Linked DNA regions of Mus musculus: all the other regions are linked to region 3. A link is a contact called in public promoter capture Hi-C data. All regions are on one chromosome and are shown on one strand. The core of a region is the stretch at or near the end of the contact, and the rest is flanking DNA. Distances in the headings are between cores, read along the strand shown.

Region 1 (3,136 bases), core at 555-3,054, 2.1 Mb before region 3:
ATGTAGAATCAAAGTTTAACACCCTCTTTGTCTGACTCTGGAACTTGAACTTTTATCTACTATCCCTCTGCACATGAGCTTTTTACACATAGTAATGTTCTGACTCACACTACTCAAAACCAATGACCGTATGAATCCCTATTGAGAGTTTAGTTATGTTCATATACTGAACACAAAACAAAACTTTTCCGTATTGTTAATTCAGGTAGCTGAGAAAATCTGGAGTTCAGAATGGCTTTGTCTTAGAATGAGTATGCTTGTCTCAATAAGTGATGTCTTGCATTGATTCTGTCTTCCTAGGGAACTCCTATGAAGATGTTAATGACAAAGATCAAAGGCTAAGACACTTCTGGAAGGTGCTGGGATGATGGCACAGGAACTTCTGGAAGAATTCATTACTGGATAATTAGAAACAGCCAGTTAGCCCATTTGGCCTTAAGTTGACGACCAGAGGAATCTGTTCTACTTGTGCTGAGACAGGGAGAAGGGTTCAATTGCAGATGCATTTCATATTATGTGGAGTAGGAACCCGTCTGGTTATCCTTCCACATCCCACCCACTCTACAGTAACACAAGAGCACAGAGGCTACATTTCTAGGAGTGCAAACTTCTCTCTTGTGAATATGGATTTACCTCTTTTAACAGACTAAGGCTTTCCAAAGACACGAGTGATTCACTGGAACCTGGGCAGGGCTATTTACGTCTTATTGGATTGTGGCGCTAAGTGTTTCCGGGCTAAATACAGATAACAAGCGACAGTAGTTCAGTTGCGGGTTTAGAAATGCTGCTCAACTAGTTAGGCAGGGCAGTTGGAAGTGTCTTAAACGCTGAAATGAAGTACCGGATTCTATGCGGGTAGACTTTTTAACTGAAAGATGAGATACTAGGTTTAGAAGGTCGGGTTATTGTGAACTTGTAATGGCAGTGCAAACCAGAAGGCAGAACTTAAGTTTTCTTCAGCTAAAACGCTAAAAAGCAGTTAATTGTACTTGTTAAAACCTCAAACTTTCAATTCTTTTTCTATAAAATGATTCAGAGGATCAGGTTGAAACAAATATGCTCTTTGGAGCCATTCAAGGAATATTATAACAATACCTGTTGTACAATGTCAGTTTGCTGCTGATCCTGACCCTTCACTCTACGCACAAGTGACTATCTCTCTTTTTAGACAGTGACTGATTAACCTAAAAATTCCTACAATATAACTACAGCTATTGGACCTCCTTGGTACTCAACGAGCGTTTGTTGAATGAATGAATACCTGCTGGCTTAGGTTCTTCGTGGGGCCCAGATTCAGCCTTCCAGTTCAGGATCCTGTAGAGGTCAACCCTCTCCCGCCAGTGTAAACCGGCGCTTGGCCCGTATAAGCATAGTTCTCACTGCGGAGGAACTTGACCTGCTCTAATGATCGGTCATAGGCATCTGAAGATAGAGCTTTTAAGAGAATTAGGGCCAGGCAGGTTAAGTCCCTGGACCGCCAGCTTGGTCTCTAAGCAGATTCCCAAGCTAGACCACTGAGGGGGATCAAAGAGAGCCGGAACTCTCTGGGAAGCGTCTCTGTCCGCTGTTAAACCTCTCCCCTTGTTCCGGTCACAAATCTCGTCGCCAGAGCAACAGAGGGCGTCAACAAACGCAGGGCGGAAATAAGGCTATAGTACACGTCTCCAGAGGGGGAGATAGGCCCTGCGCAGGAGCATTAATTTATTTCCGTTTGTAGTTCTCAGTCTGGGTATGCAGCCTGTGTCTGCGCATTAATTGTGACGCACCAAGGCTGGCCTTTACGCCGGAGCCAATTGGCCCGCCGGTGTGGGCGTGGCTAGGGCCCGCTAACGCGCACGCGCGAGCCACATCGTCTGTGGTCGTCCGGTATCCGAAGTCCCCGTGTTCGTCATGTCGGCGTCTGTGGTGTCCGTCATCTCCCGGTTCCTGGAGGAGTACTTGAGCTCCACTCCGCAGCGGCTGAAGTTGCTGGACGCCTATCTCCTTTATATACTGCTGACCGGGGCGCTGCAGTTCGGCTACTGTCTCCTCGTGGGCACCTTCCCCTTCAACTCTTTCCTCTCTGGCTTCATCTCTTGTGTGGGCAGCTTCATCCTAGCGGGTAATGATTCTGTATCCTGGTCATAATGTCCCACTTTGGCGCGCAGCTTCGTCCTCACGGTACCCTTTGGTAGTTTGTAGAAGGCCGTCGTCTGTGAAGTCACGCTTACTTCTTGGGATCCAGGAAGCAGGCTCAGAAATGTCACGTTTCTAATGCCTAACAGGAGTTGAAACTGAATATGTAAAGAAATAGTCTTCTGGTGTTCGTCGCAATTAATACTTCTCTAAGGAAAAATATCCTACCTTGATGAAACTTTAACACAAATTTAAAGTTGGTAGAGCTTTAAATTAAAATGCCAAGCTGAGACATTTCTATCACTTTGGCCTAATCCCTACTTCATCTAGGAGAAGACTTTGGTGATAGTATAGGAATATAAATATTAGTGACTGCTTGTGAGGAGGCAACCCAATTGATGCTGGCTTTTTAGTTGCCCCTACTTATTTCTGTGCATAATTTATGTGCTTTTTCTCTTTACCCTCAACTCAATTTTTATTCACACAATTGTGTATTAGCTCTTCTTTCTTCTACACATTTAATAACCTTACAGACTTCCAGGTTTAATGAGGATTGCCGCCATGGATTTCATCTGAAGTCTGACTTTTCTTGCCCCATGGAACTGAGAGAATACTGGGAACAGGTTTGGCTTAGGAATGTTACTACCAAATGTATCATGGTCAGTCAGCAGTGTTTTGGGGGTTTATTAGCAATTGTTTTCCTCAGTGAATTACAGCTGGTTTGGGCAGAGACAAAATATAGCATTGGACTTGTCTGGAGACTTGATTTAGTGTCTTAACATAAACCTCACGTCACATGTACACATTCACATTGCTAGGTCAGGCCCACTGGGAACAATTTTACTTTTCAGAACTTAAATAGGCCCCAGCCGACTTGTGCCCCAGTCAGAGCTAGAGCTGCAAAGTCAGCTTATTCAGTGGTCATCATAGTGTCTTTGGTTTTTGGTCCAGTTTCTGGAGGCTACACCCTAACCATCAGGATATGTTAGCACCATTAGCCAGGTCTGACAAACCTCTCTAC
Region 2 (2,847 bases), core at 199-2,698, 2.3 Mb before region 3:
CAGCTGGGGGCGCCTCACAAGCTAGAGGGAGAAGGGGGGGGAGACACTGGTAGAGTTCTTTAATATTCTTCTTCCCCTCTGAATGCCTCAAGATGGCAAAAATCTCCACCCACCAGTTACAGCCAACTGGTCCCTCTCCATTTTTTTTTTTTTTTGGTTTGTTTGTTTAAAAACAAAAACCTTTTGTAACCTAGGATATCCTCAAAGTCACTATATAGCTGAGGCTGGCCTTGAACTGATTCTCCTTCCTCTGCCTCTCAAGTGCTGGGATTATAGGAGTTGACAACCCTACTCCTTTTCCATATTCTTTATACTTCATCTTAAGTATTCACACTATAAGTAATGTTACTGTAGGCTTTGTGCCAGCCACAGGGTCAGTTGGCAGAGAAATACTGTTTCTACTCTCAGGAAGACCTTACCCTAACTAGGGAGACAAAACACGGATATTACACATAAAAAAACGAGATGGTTCTTAACAACTACCAGGTGCCAGTTCACATTGAGCCTCAGTTTCCCCTTCTGTAAAGTAATGGATGATACCTATTCTAAAATTACAGCAGACTCCAGGATCCAGGGGAGAGATTCTTTTCTCTAGGGTGCATCTTCATTCCCATGCCCCAGAACCCTAGGAACTCGCTTTACTTACCAGAACGTGGGAAAGTGATCCGGTCTGGGCGGGCCAGAGCACCTCCTAGAGGGGGAATCGAGAAAGGGCAGCAGAGAGAGTCAAGTTTTCTTCACCTGGGCAACTCCAAGGGGAGGCCCATCTGAGACTTCCGGACAGTTTATAGGAAGGGGTAGAGGAGCCGGAAGGAGGTGCGTGACCTCGCCGAAAGGTCGCCTTCCCTGGCTGTGAGTGGGAGGGACAGTGTGGGACAGCCCGAGAGGAGGCCGAGGCTCGACGGGGCGGCGGTCGCAGGGGTCGTGGGTCACCAAGGAGGGCGCGGGACGGCGGGCAGTGACACCGGGGCGGGGACTCTTACCGAGGAGGAGGAAAAGAAGAGGGAGGGCCGATAGCATCCTGGGTTGAACAGGGGTGCCGGCAGGGTCCCGGGGCGCCTCTTGTCTACCTGGCAGGAAGCTCCTCGCCGGGTGGGGGCTGCATAGCCCCGGTGCGACCCAGGCTCGGGGTGCCAGGGCTGGACGCACGGCGGAGAGGAACAGGCGTGACGCCTCTTGCTAACTTCAGAGTTGATCGCTCCTTACCAGTGCCCGGCGGTGCTCGCCCGGAAGGCCGCGAGCGCCCCGGCCAGGCCCGGCCGCACCTGCCGGGCTCGACGCTGCGTCCTCCGCGGACCAAACTTTGTGGACTGCCCGTCCCCGAGCCGGCGTGCGGCTCGGTCCCCGCGGCCCTTAGGGGACGGCGGCTTTGCACAGCTCGCGGTGCCCCAGCGGACCCCGGCCGAAGCCCAGCAGCCGGCGACGAGGGGCGCGGCCAGCTTGGCCCCACCCCTGCCAGTCACCGCGCGGCCACGCCCACCTGCGCTCAGCTCCTTTCCGGGTTGCTTTTGCCGTCACGCTCCGGATCGCCCTTTGGCTGCCGCCTGCGTTATCTTTCAGATGTGTCTTGTCAAAGGATGTCTGCTTTTCCCGCCGTAACTGCTACGTGTCTTTGGACCCTTAAATCCTCAGTACTTTTTCTTCACCCAGCGCCTTAGATCCCGTAGCGCTTCTGGTAGTAAGCCTTTACTGAACCAATTACCAGGCGCTATTATAATTATCTGTTACAATGTTTATTCATCACTCCCGCCCCCGCCTCAGCTTTGGAAACTGACACTTCCTGTAGGCTGGGGCCTAGACTGGGTACCTTTGTCCCAAGAGTGTTGCTTGCTCTCCTGCTGAGATGCAGTGATCTCTACGAATGGTAAAGACATAATATGGCTTCACTTGCTGGATCCGTGAACTTGAGAAAATTACTCCTCCGTTCAAGCAGTCCTGTAAAAATTGAGGGTCATGATAGTGTGACTCCCTCCTATGGTACTTGTGAACATTTAGGGTAACATTGTAGATTGAGCCCTAAGCACGTTGGCAGACATAGGAAGTGAGGTGTTTCTATCTGATAGCAACAATTATTCTCAGTTACAGGGTAGTATTATTAAATTTTGTGGGTTTCCGGTTTCCTGTGGCACAGGTGGGTAATATTTACAAAAGAATAACAAGTTGAATATTTTTTTTCACATTTCAGGCTTATACCTAAGTACATTTAGTATACATATAGTAAATATTTAACAGCGAGATGTTTGTTCCTCTTGTCAACAGTCCTGTGAGGTAGTCTATGGTTACTTCCATTTTACAGATAAGGAAGTGCTGGCATGGAGAAGTTTAGTAATACCTTCCCCAAATCTGAATATTCAAATCTGAATGGCTCCCACTGTTTTAAACAATTTGAGCACCAACATAGTGCCACAGGTGGGAAATTCCATACAGTAAAACTTTGTTTCATCTTCAGCATTGCTAAAAATACTTGATTAAATTTATCATCAGGCTACTTGTGATGTGTATATGAAACATGAATAAATGCCATCTACCTGTGTGCTGTGGCATACATTGCAACTTGTGTGTGTGTGTGTGGATGAATGATTAAAATAAATGTCAACAAATATTTTCAGTGCTTCTAGAGAATCACTCACCATCTGCTAGGTATTAATCATAGCATTTTGCATATATTATCTCACTGAAAGGTGACCACACCTCTGAGAAGTCAGTGTTGGAAACTGAGTCACAAATAGTTGAGATACCTTGTTTCTAAATCAAACTCTTGGCATATAAAAGAGCTAGACTCAGACAACAAGACTCAGTCAAGTTGTCTGGACCAGACTCCCTGCTGCTAGAGATGACATGGTAGAT
Region 3 (2,922 bases), core at 147-2,646:
GATGCCAGCCAACTCAGACTCCAGTGAAGATGCTGACGACTGAAGCCCCATATAGACCCGTGATGGGTGGCTGCTGGAATCCCTTACTCTGGCCCTTGGACTTTGGAAATGTGGGAGGGGCAGGGAACAATATGGGGAAACCCAAGACTTCAGGAGGTGAAAAGAAAAAGAAAAAAACAAAAAACAAAAAAAAACAAAAAACTTGTACCCAATTGCTCCCAATTTTGAGAGGATTGGGTGGGCAGGGGAACTCCTAAAAAAAAAAAATAATAAATGACCACTTCCTCGTTTCTGGGGAAGCAAAGGAGCTTAGAGCAGCTGGTGTGCTCACCCCTCCCCAGACGCCTCCATTAACCACAGACTATGTAGCGCTGGCCCTAGCCTCTGGCAGAGCCTGTTCCTGGCCAAACTGTGGCTACAGCTGGAGGGTCAGGAACTGTTACCTTCCTTCCCCTTGGCATTAATAAATTTAAGTTAATCCTTTTCCATTCTTCCTATGTTCTGTTTCCTTAAACACAATATAAGTACTGTTTTTTGCTGCGTAATTTAAACACCATTCTCCTACAGTTCAATACTGTTGCAACTAATAGAAAAGCCATTTGTAGTCCTCAATAGGCATATATAATGGCGGGTTATCCCGTTTGTTAAAGCCAAGGAAATGATACAAGATAAAGAGGTAAAATATTTTGAATTGTACTTCACATTCTTAAACGAGGATTAATTTCAAGAGCCATATTTTTTTTTTCAATTAGTCAGGATAACTATTCTTGGGGAAAGCCAGAGAATAATGTGGCTTTTCATGAAATACAGCAAAAGTACACGCTGACAAAAAGGGTGCCTTCACAACTTGGGTCTTCGCGAGGCTGGAAAGAACTACAAAGTTTAGGAGCCACTCCGAGCCATTTGTTTCCTTCCACCCTACCGGCCCATCTCTTAAAGGAAAACAGAACCTTTCCTTCCTACTCTGCTGCCCACCGCGCAGCTTATTCGCGAAGGTGGGCTCCGTCCCTCTGGGGTGCAGTGTTTGGTTGAGAGTGCCTTCCCCGGGGCGGTCACTGGCCTGCCCTGGGGCAGAGGACTCACTCCTGCGCCTGGCTGCACGCGGGTCCCGCTCTTTCTGCTCCCCTCCCTCTGCCCGCCGCCCAGAGCGCCCGGAGCTCGGAAAGTGGGCGGGTCACGTGACGGGAGCCTCTGGCGCCGGAGAGAGCTTCCAGAGCCCGCGAGCCCGCGCTGCACCTCGGTCTGTTGACTTCACTTTTGCGTCCTCGGTTGCCCTTCCTCCCGCCACCCTACGGAACGAGCGGTGGGTTTGGTTTTTTCGCTTTTTAAATCTTCGACGCTCTAGGGACCCGGAAGCGGAAGGGGATACCGGGCGGTCGGTACTTCCGGGTCACAGAGAGTGCGGGATTCCGGGCCGAGCGCGGGTGGCGGAGCTGGGACCTCGCGTGATTCTCGGAGCCCGACGGGAAGCGGCGTCCAGGGCAATGGCTGTGACTCTGGACAAAGACGCGTACTACCGGCGAGTGAAGAGATTGTACAGTAACTGGCGGGTAAGGAGCCCCGCGCCCCCGGGAGCCCCACATCCCATAATAGCCTGCTTCCCGGCGCCCTTTTCCCCCTCAGCCAGAAACCTCCGGCTCCGCCGCGCTCCCGCCTGCCCCGGCAGCGTCCGGCTCGCCGCGCCGTGCTGCGCCTGCGGGGTCCGCACGCGCCTGGCCCGCCCCGCGGCCACAGCGGCCCGCCCAGGTCCCGCCACAATTACCGTTTGCGGGAAAGGGGCGCGAAAGCTGTGCCCGGAGCTCTTGGCGCTCCCCGCTCCCCGGCCTCTGCTGGAGTTGAGAAATGCTGCTCCCGCGCCCCGCTGCTTCTCCTTAGGCCCTGCGTGGGTCACAGACCCAGCGCTGGGAACCTGCGGGCTCTCCTAAGAATTAATTGATGGGACGCCTCAAAGCCGGTTTCCCATGTCGGCAGCATACCGGGGGCACGTGTTGAGGAAAACGCTGTGGAAGTTCCAGGGCTTCTCCAAAGATTGGGCAGTTTCCCTGTTTTATAATCATAATTTCAAACTTACTTTTTTGCTAGTTAACTTGTTAACTTCACAAGTGTTTGATTGATTTCATACTGTCTGAACGGTCTATCGTCTGGGCTCTGAACCTTGTGAGTGAGGGGAAATAGAACTGATAAAAAAGAAAGCCGAAAATGCTCTGAAAAAATACCAACTCCGGTTTCAGCTTTGTAAACTATCTTATACTGATTGGTCCTCTCCATTCTTGGCTCCTGCATGTAATCCCATGATTTCTGAGGCTGAGGCAGGAAAATGACTAGTTTCAAGCCTGCCTGTGCTTCATAGTGAGACTGTATCAATCGGCTCGTCATTTAGTAAATAAAATTGAACCTTTACTGAAGTCGGTTGTTTTTCCTGCCTCATCAGAAAAAAGCCTATGTATCTTTTAAGCAAGATGCATTGCGTGCTGAAAATAATATAGGGTTTTTCACTTTATTGGCTAATTTTTTTTAGATGACTTAGTGGTCTCTATCACAAAATTATATTGTTTGGTCCTGAGGATTGGCCCTACCACCACCTCTGTGTTTTACCATTAAGCTATATCCCTATCCAGGGAATATTTACTGTCACTGTGTTATGATGTATGCAATGATGATAATCAAAAGCCCCCGTTTCTACAGCCAGCCCTGAAATAATAAACTTTTAAAGCTTTTTTTTTTTTTTAATATTTATGGGTATTTTGCATTCATGTATGTTTGTGTATACCCTGCATGCATTGCCTGCGAAGGCCAGAAGAGGGCGTGGGATACCCTAGAACTGAAATTACAGAAGGTATTTAGTTGCTGTTTAGGTCCATGTGAAACCTGGTCTTCTGGAAGGGCAACCAGTGATTTTAACTACTGGGCATTTTTCTAGCC

The links. Promoter capture Hi-C pulls out the DNA fragments that hold promoters and counts their contacts.
Region 1: a contact with region 3 is called in a promoter capture Hi-C map of liver, with 4 times the contacts expected there. The contact joins the promoter of Dad1 here to the promoter of Supt16 in region 3. A contact is called at or near these places in 2 of 39 promoter capture datasets (both in liver) and 1 of 9 other capture datasets (adipose tissue).
Region 2: a promoter capture Hi-C map of liver shows a contact between it and region 3, with 5 times the contacts expected there. The contact joins the promoter of Lrp10 here to the promoter of Supt16 in region 3. A contact is called at or near these places in 2 of 39 promoter capture datasets (hippocampal neurons and liver).

What each region holds. Positions count from the first base shown.
Region 1 is chr14:54,252,597-54,255,732 of GRCm38.p6, reverse strand. It overlaps Dad1 (defender against cell death 1), which reads left to right and starts at 1,804. Exons shown (of 3, transcript NM_001113358.1): 1 at 1,804-2,101. The coding sequence starts at 1,891. It also overlaps a transcript of Abhd4 not described here.
Region 2 is chr14:54,462,748-54,465,594 of GRCm38.p6, reverse strand. Lrp10 (low-density lipoprotein receptor-related protein 10) reads right to left here and starts at 1,448. Exons shown (of 7, transcript NM_022993.3): 1 at 984-1,448; 2 at 647-691; 3 at 1-21. The coding sequence starts at 1,020.
Region 3 is chr14:52,195,713-52,198,634 of GRCm38.p6, reverse strand. It overlaps Supt16 (SPT16, facilitates chromatin remodeling subunit), which reads left to right and starts at 1,396. Exons shown (of 26, transcript NM_033618.3): 1 at 1,396-1,550. The coding sequence starts at 1,485. It overlaps Chd8 (chromodomain helicase DNA binding protein 8), which reads left to right. Exons shown (of 38, transcript NM_201637.3): 38 at 1-484. The coding sequence ends at 43.